2 separate regions of the Mus musculus genome follow, and region 2 is linked to region 1. A link is a contact called in public HiChIP or PLAC-seq data. All regions are on one chromosome and are shown on one strand. Each heading gives the region's core, a stretch centred on a gene start, on an enhancer-like site or on the middle of the called end of the contact. The rest is flanking DNA. Distances are from core to core; before and after follow the strand shown. Region 1 overlaps Ccdc180 (coiled-coil domain containing 180). Region 2 overlaps Tmod1 (tropomodulin 1).

Region 1 (6,474 bases), core at 1,361-3,860:
CTCTGCTTCTACCAGGCCAGTTACCACGCCAGGTACAAAAGCAGAGCAACAGATAGAGGCATCAGGTGCTGACAGCATCCGACAGACAGAGGCATCAGATGCTGACAGCATCCAGTCAGGCCATCCAGGGAATTTGAAGCCAGGGCCTGGGGTTCTCCACTGAGGCCTCTCCCATGGATGGGGTCCCTCTGGCTCCTCTTTCTTACTATGGGTGCTCACCTCTGTTGGAAGTAGGAGGTCTTCTAGTTGTTCTCAGGACATTGTTCTTGTGCAGTTTGGACGTTCTCTTTCCTCCAGTGTCACAGAGTTTGGGGCCTTGGAGAATGATTTGAGACAAACATGGCTTGGGTCTCAAATGGGGGAGGGGTGAGTGGGCTGCTTCCAGGGCCGGCTTCTTAGTGAGCTCAAAGGACATGTGACAATTTACTAATTTAATGTACATCACAGGGGGACTGACTGATTTTTTTACTTATTTTCATCAAAAAACAGTATTTCAGCTGAGCAAGCAAATGCTAGCTGAATCAAAGAGTAAAGATGAATATAGAGCCCAGGCAGGGAATATCTTCATAGTCTCAGGGCTAGGGCACTGTTCCTGAATATAGTATAAGAATCAGAAGACATAAAGGAGACGGTGGCATTTCTATGGGCCAAAATTAAAACGGAGGAAAAAAAGTTCAATATGGAAACAAAACATCCGAAGTGTTCCTCCTCGCAACTCGTGAGTCAGAGAAAGGCCTGCTATCCCTGAGAGGTGCACAGAACTCTCACAGGTCAGTCGTAAAAGCAGACAAAACCCAGACTCATGTGTTTCCCAATCCTCGCCTACAAGGAATAACAGGGCATAGTGTTAGCTCTGCCTCGCAGTTACCTGGCAACAGCCAGGTGTGCATGACTCACTATAAAAAGGGCTGCTCGCCCCCTCTGCTCTCCCTGGCTTTCTTGCTCTCCCTCTGACCCCTTGCTCCTGCTCCCCCTCTCCCCCCATTCTCCTCTCCCCTCTCTCTTCACATGCTCATGGCCAGCCTCTACTCCTCCTCTGCTCTCTCTCTCTCTCTCTCTCTCTCTCTCTCTGCCTTTCTCTGTCTCTACTACCCTCTCAACTCCCCTCCCCATGCCCTGAATAAACTCTATTCTATACTATACCATCAAGTGGCTGGTCTCTCAGGGGGAAGGGCTGCCTCAGCATGGGCCTGTGGAGGCACCCCCTCCCCCCACACCTGATGACACATCCACCAACCATATTCCTTCTCCTCTTTATGTTTATAAAACACAGCACCCAGCATGGCTGAGATCAGCCTGCCTCCACTTCCTGGTGGCTCCCATCATAGGCTCCCATCCAGCTAGCTTCTTGGTTTCAGTTTGGTGACTACTGGGGCCTCGTGAAGATGTCAGGGAGCAGAGGCCCCACACTGGAAAGACAGATGGACAAACGGCCAGATGGACGGTCGGACAGTGTGTGTGTGTGGGGGGTTTGTACATTGCCAGCTGCTCTCTGCACTCAGAGCCCACTCTCCTCACCAGGAAAGCATGCCAGAGTTGGGTCCCCAGGCTAGACATGAGCAGCCTTGACTGTTCTTTCCAGAGTGAGGCCTCTCATCTCTAAATATGACCACCACGTCAGGTCCCTGCTTCTCAAGTGAGGTCACAGTTAATAACGCACCTCTTTCCTGTCAGGGTCGGAGCCCCCAAAGCAGAAAGTCTCAATCCTCATACGGAGGAAGCTGGCCATGCTCTCTCTGGAGGAAGAGAGCGAGAAGCCCCTGATTGAACGTGGGAGCAGGTGAGAATCTAGGGATGGTGTGAATGGTTATGTCCACTGAGTCCAGGGCAGGGGTGTGGGGGAGGGACTCAGGCTCTGAACTCAGACAGACTTAGTCGCCCTGGAAAGTCTCTGATGTCTGGCCCTCAGCTTCCATCTCTGAAATGAGTGAGGCTGTTTGAAGAGAAAGGTGGGGTCACCCAGCACATACTGAGAGTTCCAGGGCCACAAGGAATACAAAGAAAAGGAGGCCTGTCAGAGGGGAGGTGCATTCTCAGGCTGCTGCCAGTCCTGTGAACCACTCCAGCTGTCTGTGCCCTGGGTCTGTGGGCAGTGACTCTCCCAACTGTACTCTCCACAGAGGTTCCTACAGCATACTAGGAAAAATGGGCCAGGAGTTCATGGCTGCTGCCTGCATGGCAGCTTGGTGAGGAAACCAAGACCCAGAAAAAGGGAAGAGGCTTGGGTGGGGCATTTCCCTTTCTCATACAGCAGGCCCCCACCACTACACACACACACACACACACACACACAGTTAGGTCATCACGGAAATAGGAAACAGAACATAAAGAACTCAACAGACAGAAGATAAAGCCAAGCACTGTTTGTCTGTAGGAAGTGGCCAGGCATCAAGCCCAACGAAATCACCATTCAGAACAAGATACTGACTCGGAGGACACCATCAATAACCACCAATAAGACCACCCTGGGCCACTTGGCCGCCATAGAAGCCCGAGATGCCGTTTACCTGGTGAGTCAGCACATGCCGGCATCCCCCAGGGCTGCAGATCTCAACTCTCCTGTAGGCTCAAGGGCACATGGCAAGGGCCATGTTCATCCCCAGGACCAGTATGATGACTAAGCTGTGAACCTTGTGCTATATCCAGCTGAGAGATTACTCACTTAGTCATGGAGAAGGGCTGTTGGAGGGAGGGACAGTAAAGTTGGGCACAAGGCAGATATAGCAATGCCCATAGCTGTACCCACTGGGGTACAATGGCAGGAACACCCACAGCCTCCAGGTGCTAACCGGTACCTCCTGTTCTCAACATGAGGCGTCTTGCAACACCCTCTCTGCCACTGCTGAGGGATGGAGAATCTCTCCCATTTCCCCTAGCAAGGGCAACAATACCTGAAGACACCTGCCTTTTTACACCACTCCCAAACAGCAGAGCCAGATACCCACTGACAGACTGTAGGACTGACCTGCTGAGCCTTCACTAAAATGCCACCTGAACTATCTTCCAGCTCAGAAGATGTATAGATCCTTGCTCCTGGTGCCCATAGAGAAACTTAGTCATATCCACTGGTCCCAGGGGAAAGCCTGAAGTTCCTAGTGCTGGTGTGTCCTTAGCTGCTACTGCAGGTCCCAGGCAGAGGGAAAGACTCTATACGCTGTATTCAGTGAGGGGTGGAGACCCAGGGCTCAGCCTTCTGAAGAGGCCAGGAACCCCCTATGGGTGCCCCACTGCAGGACAATGGTCAGGAATGCTCAGGTCCCAGAACCAGAGACACACAGGTCTCTGCCCCCGCTCAGTTTCTCTTGAGCTGGGCGACCATAGGTCCCAGCCTTCCCATTGTAAGGTAAGAGAATAACCTCACCTATGTGAGAGCCTGTGGGATGACTTCCTGAGAAACAGCTTGTGGGGCCAGGGCTGTTCCTGAGGGCCAGGGGTCAGTGCTTGCTGTGGGCCCCAGAGCTCAGAGCCCCCAAGTCTGTGAAGGCAGGAGTTCCCAAGCCTTCCTTTTGCCTCCCTTCAGAAATACTTGGCACTGTTTGACAAAGAACTGAAGGGTATCCAGGATCACTTCAGGAAGCTGCTGTTGGAGTCTCAGCGCTGGAAGGAAAGCTGGAAACGCTCCCTTAGCACCATCCAGACCCTATACTCGACCTGTTCTCCTCTGCAACTCAAATAAAGTCTTTATTTCTCTCCTCTGCCCATCTGTCTACAACTTTCCATCCCATACACCAGAGTTTTATCAGAAATGAGGGCACTTTGGTAAAGAAGACAGATAGGAAAGGGACCCGTGGTTAGCAGGGTCAGTTGGTGGGGTACCAGGACCGAACCACTTAAAATAGATACCAGCACTTCCAAGAAAATAGCACCCAGAAGCATGCTGGATGCTTCCTTTCACTCTCTTGTTGGAGGTCAGCTAAGATAGTGTCTGGCAGCCATGCCAGGAGGTGTCAGGGGGTGGGGTGAGGTGGGGTGCCCTGGCCCTCACTGTGGGAGTACACCACCATAAGAAAGCCTGCCCTTGGGACTGGAGAGATGGCTCAGTGGTTAAGAGCAGCTGCTGCTCTTCCAGAGGTCCCGAGTTGGTTCTCAGCACTAAGCAGCTTCCAGACACCTGTAATTCCAGCTTCAGAGGTCCCAGTGCCCACTCTGGCAACTGTGGGCACGTGCACACACACACACACACACACACACACACACACACAAGAAGAGCGAGAGCATGAGAGTTCCTATACTCAGATTATGCTCAAAGGGGCCTCTGCATGAACTTCTCAGCAGAGGAGAAAGAAATGAACGTTCAAAGGCTCAGGGCTAAGGGAGGTATGTTCCTCTCAGCACTCACTTGCCCACCTGCCAACAGAGACCAGGGACAATCTTTGCTCAGGATGGGCCTGCCCTTGTTTCCTGCCCCCCACCCACGAGACTGTGCTAATAGGGAAAGTTGTGAGGTTACTTACCAACTGTTGCTTTGGGAGGGAGGTACCTTCTCCAAATGGCCACAGCCTTCAATGGTGAGGGCTGAGATGGTGTCTGCAGAAAAGGCCTCCCATTCAAGATCCTTCCAATGCCTGAGCCTTGGAAACATGGGTGTGAGGCCAGTAAGATGACCCAGTAGGTACGAGGGCTTGCCTTACGACCGGAGTTTGATTCCTGGAATCCATATGGTGGAAGGAGAGAACTGACTCCCACAAGTAGTCCTCTGACATTCACATATACAATAAATGCATATACATACATCCATGCATATCACATGCATACATGCATACACACATGCACACATACATACAGCGTGTGTTCAAACAACAACAGAAGAAACCAATTGTGTAGCAGTTAAGTATCTTGCTCCTCTGAAGCTCTCAGGTCAAGTGAGAGGCATGGGGTGGGCGCTGTCTATAGAATATGCTTGTCTGTTTTCCAAGGTTCTGAGATCTCTTGTGGGTTAAAATGGTGTCCCGTGTCTGTCCATGGGCGAGGCGGGACTCGGGAAGTTTTGACTGTGTGCACGCCACTGCCAGGTGAGTGTTGGGCTGTGATAAGCTGCAGGACCCTGCTCTGGGGGCGCGCGCGCGCGCGGGCGCGCGCGTGTGTGTGTGTGTGTGTGTGTGTGTGTGTGTGTGTGTGTGTGTGTGAGAGAGAGAGAGAGAGTCTGTGGTCCCTGAGGAACTGCTAGAGTTGGGCTTGTGGGTCCTTGGGCTGCATGGAGGCCAGGGATGGCAGGTTCTAGCTCTTGTATACTGTAGACACTGCTTGATGTTGCAGAAGACCTGAGAACGGAGTAGGGGCCAGCAGGGTCTGGCTCTGGCCCAGGCCCAAAGGGAAAAGGACAGGAGGAGAGCTCTGACTGGTTCCGTGGGGAGCAGAGTCTTTGGCTTGCTAGGTCAGCAGCTTGTTGGAAACCATGTCTGGGAATGCAGAGAGGTCTCCTGCATGAGATTAGGCACAGCTCTTTAGAGGAAGACCCGCTCCATTGCTCTAGCACAGCAGATCCTGATAAGAAGAGGCAGTTCGTGGTTTTAAGGCATTTATTGTCATGGTGGAGAGTTGTGATGAGTGAAACTGTACCCCCCCCCTTTCTCAGGGAGGCCCGAGGTTAAATACCTTTTGCAGGGAGGAGTGTCTGGGAAGGGGAGCTAAGAGGGTAGTAGAGGCAGAGAGAGGCAGAGAGAGGGAAAGAGTAGAGAAGAAGAGGCTGGCCATGACCACATAGAGAGAGAGAGGAAGGGAATACGGAGAGAGGGGGAGCAAGAGAGCGAGAAAGAGGCAAGAGTAAGAGAGGGAAGAGGGGTCAAGCAGCTCCTTTTATAGTGGGCCAGGCCTACCTTGCCAGATAACTGTGAAGGTGGAGTTCAGACAAAATACCAGGGGTTTGGGGCATTGCCCTAAGTGACTGATGGCCACAGAGTTATGGAGAGCTGAGGCCTTGTGTCAGGAGCCTAGTGTCTGGGGGCGTGACAAATGCCTTCCATCCTTGCAGAAACACTTGGGTATCCAGGGTTTAAACCTAACTCAACCAGAAAATGGGCTGTCTTTCAGGTCCCACCATCTCTCACCAGGAAGTAACATCACTTACTTCTTCAAGGTTCCATTACCTAGTCAGTCTCCTTCCTTTCATGAGACCTACTAAGCTCCTCACCTTCCTCCAGGGTCACTCCTTTTACTATACCTGGTCACTGTCATTGTGAAGATCTGCTTCCGTGGCTGCAGGGTTGGGGGCTCCAGAATCTTAACAGTTTGTTGAGCCTCTCCCATCTCCAGACCGGCACACTGGGGCTTGTTCTAGAGTCTACTTCCAAGGGCTAGCACTAGGTGAGTGTGAGTTGATAGAGAAGCTGTGGGGCGGAGTCATAAGCCGCACATGCGCAGACTCAGACTCAGAATGAGAGGAGTCGTAAGAGTACATCTCAAAACCTGCCCGGCTCCCACCCTGTGATACTGACGAGGCACTTCGCCTGTGGGCCTTGTTTTCCATTCTGCGCT
Region 2 (6,519 bases), core at 3,469-5,968, 140 kb after region 1:
CTCTTATTTATTTATTCCCTGACCTCTCTGTGTGTGCTCTCAGTCAAAAACAGACATAAAAAAAAAAGTAGTATATTTCATATGATCCCAACCTAGGCAAACCTGAGCTCTGCTGTGGGGGTGGGGTAGGCAGGAGCACCTCCCTGGAAGATTGCCTTGAGGAGGAGCTATGACTCACCTGCTGACTCAGCCCCCGCTGCTCCCTCAGCCCACAGGGACAAAGCCTAAATTAAAACCTCGAGAGCTGGAAAGGCAACAGCTGCCTCTCTCTCTCTCTCTCTCTCTCTCTCTCTCTCTCTCTCTCTCTCTCTCTCTCTCTCTCTCCCCAGCCCTCCACGGTGATGAGCCGGCGAGGCTAATTTTAGCTGAGAAGATTCCTAGGGGAGAGAAGCAGAAGGGACTTTGAGATCATCTCGTCTTCTGGTTCTCAGTTTCCATTGGGGCACCAAAATCACCTCAAGGAACCAGGCATAGTTGGGCATGGCTGTAATCCCAACACTTGAGAGGTTGAGGCAGGAGAATCGTGAGTTCAAAGTCAGCCTGGGCTATATAGCAACACACAGAGAGAGAGAGAGAGAGAGAGAGAGAGAGAGAGAGAGAGAGAGAGAGAGAGAGAGAGAGAGGAGGAGAGAAGAGAGAAGAAAAAAGCAATCCAAAGAAGTTGTAACCCTCAGTCCGTAACAGTGACACTGTTTTAGAGCCCTCCAGATGGTCTGCATATGTAGCTGTGATTGGGGTCTTAAATCACGCTGGCTGGACACAGGAGGTCAGACAGAGGATGGCACAGAGGAGGACATAGTGAGGACCAGAACTTGAACTCCTATGTCTTCTTTAATGCCTGTCCTATTATCCCTCTACCTAAAAAACTTATCTACTGAAATGGAAATTAGAAAGCAAATCACCAACTATTTACCAAATGCCTACTATAGTCCAGGGGAGATTGAAGAGTAGTAATATCCCCCCCTGACCTCTGGAAGCCCACAGCCCAGCAGAGAAAGCATAAAAAAAAAGGTGTCCTGGCACCACCTTCGTACTGAGGTTCACTGTGGCATAGAAAGAATACTGGGAGCTGGGCGTGGTGGTGCACGCCTTTAATCCCGGCACTCGGGAGGCAGAGGCAGGCGGATTTCTAAATTCGAGGCCAGCCTGGTCTACAGAGTGAGTTCCAGGACAGCCAGGGCAATCCAGAGAAACCCTGTCTTGAAAAAAACAACAACAAAAACAAACAAACAAACAAAAAGAATACTGGGTACTGAGAGAAAGGGGGAGGAATCTAAGAAGGCTCCCTAGAGGAGAAAGAGTTGCATCAAATCTTGACGTTGTAGAGATAGGATGGTTAAACAAAATATAGATTATCCAGTTGAGTTTGAGTTTTAAATAAACAGGCTTTGTAATGTCAGCTCTTTAGGAGGCTGAGCCAGGAACATCAAAGTTCAAAGGCAGCCTTGGCTACATAAAGGCAGCCTGGGCAATAGAGTGAGATCTTATCTGAAAATAAAATGTAAAAAGAGGGTTGGGAATATATCTCAGCATTAGAGCCCTTGCCAAGCATGGTATAAGCTCCCAGGCTCAATTTCAAGACCTGGAAAAAGGCCCACAAGTTTGGAATCATTTATCTCAAATATTGAACAGGGCATATTTATGCTAAGGAATTATCATGGACCCAAAGGTCTTTTCTGGCCCAGCGTATGTCCTACTGGGAGGGGGGGGTCATCCTTGTTGTCCCACCACCTGTCCAACCCAACCTGTTCCTCTCCCCGTCTCTCCCAACCTCCAACTCCACTGGTGTGCGTCTGTGCTTCACCACCCACCATCTGCACCGCCTGCAACCTTCTTCCTGCCTTCCTTTGACTTGGCCAACGATCGATCGATCGATCATCCTTCCCTTCCCAAGCCCCCTGCTGTGCTTTTCCAGGATGTTCTTTCAGACACTTGACCCCCTCCTGAGCTTATTAGGGCTTTAACGATTGGCCCTTGCTCAGCTCTGCTTGGATTGGCCCTTGCTCAGCTCTGCTTGCGCCCACTAGGTCGTAAACTACATGGGCAGACCTCCTGCCTTTCATAGTTCAGTTCCTCTGAGCTGGCACACAGTGAATGTGCTCAGCAAATGCCAAAGAAATGAATGAGCGAAAGAATTAGCGTGTAGTCATGAAGCTGTGTTGGCATCTCCAGAAAGATCTTTCTGGCTGTTCTATGCTGAGTGTTGGGAAGTAGACAGCAGGAAGAAACTAAAGTCATGGTAACACGGCTCTGTTAATGCAGATGTCTCTCCAGGAACAATGGGGCAATGGCCTGATGGGTTCCACCCTAAGTTGGAAATCTCATAAATCAAGATGCACTTACTGCCTGGCTGAACACAACAGCACTCCTGACTGAGGGTGCCGCCATGTTGGTTTTTTTTTCTCCTGGTGATGGTAGATTGACTGAGCTCAGGTTCACTGACCTGATCTAGAATCTTGGGTATCTTATCAGATGCCTCCAGCCTAGAAAAGATAAAGATGTAAGTCACAATGCAGCTCCTACTGACGTGTAACACTTTCGATAACATCACAAGACTGAAAGATTATAATGGGACCATTGTAAGGTGACGGCAGTGAGAAAAGAACAGATTTTCAACCAGGGCAGAGGTACTGACAAGGGAGATGGGACAACCTGAGAGACCTCAGGAGGTCAAAAGGGTCTGAGGGACAGGGTAGAAGACAGAAATGCCCTCCTTGGAAAAGACTCATTCTGTTGGGTTGTGTTGGGTGGGTGTACCCATTGGACCTCAAGGAGATCTGGAAATCTGTGGCCACAACCAAAGAGAGGTCTAGGGAGGTTGGGTGTCTGAGAATCACATGAACGAAAGCTAGAATGATGATAACCCACAGTTTTACATTTTTGTGTACATGTTTCTTACCATTTCTGTGAGCAAAGCTCCCAGCATGTGGAAGATGGGTCCCCGGGAGATATTTCTGACCGCAGGAGCAGAGTCATAGACCTCCCTTTGTCCCCACAGCTATCCTGGGCATGCACACACTCATGAGCAACCAGCAGTACTACCAAGCCTTGGGCAGCAGCTCCATCGTGAACAAGGAGGGGCTCAACAGTGAGTATCCACAGCCCCACTTGGCTGCCATCCCCTCCCCTTGCAGGGCCCCGAGACTGGCTAACAGAGGGCACCTTGGAAAAGAGGCGCCTCCTCCTGCATCTCAGTGCGGTGCCTCTGATACTCTGGCTTACTGCACATCTTACCTAGGAAAATCTCTTCATCTTGTCCTTTAAGTCTGCTGGGTATTTGTCTTGTTATCAAAGCCTTCTTCATCTCAATGCCACGTTTTCTTCTAAAGGTTTTAGAGATTCACTTCTTATATTAGGTGTCTTATTCCTCCCAAAATTGATATTTTCTGTGCAACGGGATGAGATTCGACGTCATTTAGAGTGTGTGTGTGTGTGTGTGTGTGTGTGTGTGTACTTGTGGAAGCCAAAGGCCAGTGTCTGCCTTGGTTGCTCTCCACCTTATTTCTTGAGACCGTCTCTCAGTCAGCCTAGAACTCACTGACTTGGCTAGACTGGCTGCCCAGTGAGCTCCTGGGATCTCCCTGTCCCCACCTCCCCAGTACTGTAACTACAGGCACAGGCTGCTGCACCAAGATTCCTTTTCCTTTTTAAACATGGCTTCCAAGAGTGGAACTTAGGTCTTCATGCTTGTGAGACAAACACTTAGTTAAAATTTTTGATAGCTATCTATTCCCCACCCCCAAACAATATTCTTTGAAAAGTGTGTTCTTGAGAACTCTGTCTTTCTCTTCAGTTTCTCTCTCCTCTGTCCCCCTGAGACCCTCTGGCCTTTCCTGGGCCGATGTCATAGTGTTTCAATTATTCAACTGCATTGTTCTAAGATGACAGTTTGGAACCAGAGGAAAATGAGGGTGACAAAGGAATACGGATCCTTCCTCTTGGAAGGGAACTACATTTCTTCCCAGCCCGGCCCTCAGCTTACCCCCCTGGGAGACCACTGGAGATAATGAGCTGGTGGTAATACCATCCCCCCTGGACAGACAAATGCTTGAGAGTCAGACTCTCCAGGTCTTGTAAGAACTGCAGCATCCTGGGATAACCCAACCTCTTGGATTTCTCCCTGACTTCTTCCAACACATTGCAGCCCTTGGTACCCCCTGGTACCCCCTGTAATGCGCTGTCTCCCTTATACCCTGAGTTCAACCAATGCTTCTCCCCAGGGAGTCCTTTTGTTGGGAGAAAGTGACTCCTATGTTTCTGTGAGCCAGCTCCTTTTAATTCCTTACCGAAGGTGTGATCAAACCCACACAATACAAGCCTGTGCCTGATGAAGAACCAAATTCAACAGACGTAGAGGAAACGCTGGAGCGAATAAAGAACAATGACCCAGAACTAGAAGAGGTTAATCTTAACAACATCCGGGTAAAGTCCTGCTATTTTACTTCATGGGTATTGGGGGTAAGGGTTTTCATTTGGGGGAGGGAGGGTTGTCTAGGCATACTGATGCCAGCAGTCCAGGCAATATAGATCATCAAGTCCAAATGCATATTTAGATCTGGGTATTTCTAGATCAGGAGAGCATTTCATGGATGACTAGTGTCAACAGGCAAATCTCTCAGTCCTGGTTTCTTTCTGAGGACAATGCCAGGCTCAGAAGTCTACCACAGGCCAAGCCAGCCTTGATCTGGACACCTGCCACATTGTTCAAAAAACACAGAGATTCTCTGTGATAAAATTATGAGTCAGAACCACACTGCAGCACGGGACTTCAAGGCTGGCAAAGCCCTGTACTACAAAGACTCGGGGATCACAAACCCCGCTACCCCATGAGACATCACAGTTCCCTCTGGATCTTGCTTATATTCAAACTTATTTTACAGTCAGGGAAGGGAGATGTTGGCGCAGGTGCCCCCAAGAAAGACCCAAGCTGTGTGCTGTAGCTCTGTGGCTGCTTTCCTCTGTGGCCACCAGGGCAGGGTGCAGGAGGAATGTGGAAGCAAGTATAGCTGCCTGCTCTTCCCTGCCCCTCTGCTCTGCTTGAGGCCCTGGCATTAGCCATGAGAGGGGTAAGACAAGAAGCCAGCCCCCTCCTTTCTTCTCAGCTTTCCTTAGTGGCTGCCAGTTCCAAACACAATCAGATTGGAAACCTGCACCCCAGTTTTCTCCTCCACCTGGCTCCTTGTTCTTCTCCCACGGGGGCTTAGGTGACACTTTGAAATGAGAGCTCTGGGAAGTATAGCCATGGCTTCTCTGTCTCCATCTCTTTCTCTCTGTGCTTCCATTGTCTGCATTGTGAGAGATGCTGACACAATCCTTGTATGTCCTGGACTGTTAATACTGCCTCAAGACAGGCAGGCACAAGTAGTGAAAGCCCAATGAGAGGCCTCGGCCAAGGGCTTGAACTCCTGAGGCCTCAGTTTCCCTTCTGTGCCAAGAGACAGTTGGACATAGATAAGGTTTTCACCCAAGAGAGTAAAAAGCATACACCAGAGCCCAGGCCTCTGAGGTTCTGTGTGTGATGGTCTGGGGCTGGCCCGCACATACGCAGGATAAACTGCCCCTGGGACCCACAGACATGTAGCCAGTGCTGAGACCCTCTGGGACAGATGTCTCAGAGAGAAGTCAGTGTATCTTTCCATTCTGTCTTTCAGAACAGACCCAAGGAAGGGAAGAGGGTCCCCCCAGTGTCACACTGCATGTCAGATTCTGCTAGTCACTAAGTGGAAGCCAGGGTCCAGCCCCGCCCCTCTCCCAGTCCACAACATTTATACACCATCCCTCCCAGCCCCGGGCCTTGAGTGCTGCCTCTTCTCCAGCCTCCCCTTGTATGGAAGAGAGTGGGTTTTGTCTGAACATTTCAGGGGCGCTTTTATCAATCCATGTACTGGAGGATCCTCTGAGCCTCATCCTCATGGCCCATTCAGAGACTCACAAGGACCCAGCAGGGAGCCAGCCAGCATTTGGGACAGAGCTACTGTCCCCTCTCTCCGGCAGTCACTACCCCACCCCCACCCCAGCCCATGCAAGGCTGCTGTTCACTTTTCTGACTTTCTCTCTGCAGAATATTCCCATACCCACCCTCAAGGCATATGCAGAAGCCCTGAAAGAGAACTCCTATGTGAAGAAGTTCAGCATCGTGGGGACCCGCAGCAATGACCCTGTGGCGTTTGTATGTCCTGACCTCTCTGCTCTGCTGTGTAGTCAGTCACTGGGGACTCGGGCCTGGTCCCACTGATGAGAGGAGTTCTGTGTGGAGAGGGAGGAGACTCACTAGGAGCCAGGAGGGGGTACAGACAGATGAGACAGCCCACACACAATGCCCTGTGTTCACTCCAGAGCTAATCCTTGCAACTACCTGCTCCCGGTAAGGTGGGTCTACCGGGGAGGTTAGGCAACTGGCCTTGTCCAAAGTCATACACAAAAAGAGAAAAGCAGACCTGGCATCGAGCAAAGTCACTCTGACCTCCACAGCTGGTCCTCCTCCACCCAACATTCTCATTCAGGCAAAGCTCGGACCCT

Evidence for each region. HiChIP or PLAC-seq counts read pairs in DNA pulled down with a chosen protein or histone mark.
Region 2: a FOXA1 HiChIP or PLAC-seq map of pancreatic cancer cells shows a contact between it and region 1. The contact joins two enhancer-like sites. A contact is called at or near these places in 3 of 484 Hi-C or Micro-C datasets (embryonic stem cells, muscle stem cells and nephron progenitors), 2 of 115 datasets of contacts at active chromatin or transcription factors (embryonic stem cells and pancreatic cancer cells) and 1 of 9 other capture datasets (pancreatic islet).

The regions. Positions count from the first base shown.
Region 1 is chr4:45,947,076-45,953,549 of GRCm38.p6, forward strand. Ccdc180 (coiled-coil domain containing 180) reads left to right here. Exons shown (of 38, transcript NM_198660.2): 36 at 1,675-1,780; 37 at 2,375-2,510; 38 at 3,521-3,699. The coding sequence ends at 3,676. Among named protein-coding and RNA genes, the nearest start is that of Tdrd7, 22 kb to the right of the region's middle. Within about 2 kb of position 2,611, at least 120 of the 459 cell types and tissues checked have an H3K27ac peak or open chromatin away from gene starts, as enhancers often do. A contact at or near this core is called in muscle stem cells and pancreatic cancer cells, where this site is marked.
Region 2 is chr4:46,087,848-46,094,366 of GRCm38.p6, forward strand. Tmod1 (tropomodulin 1) reads left to right here. Exons shown (of 10, transcript NM_021883.2): 5 at 2,999-3,088; 6 at 4,292-4,422; 7 at 6,062-6,169. Among named protein-coding and RNA genes, the nearest start is that of Gm52729, 14 kb to the left of the region's middle. Within about 2 kb of position 4,719, at least 34 of the 459 cell types and tissues checked have an H3K27ac peak or open chromatin away from gene starts, as enhancers often do. A contact at or near this core is called in muscle stem cells and pancreatic cancer cells, where this site is marked.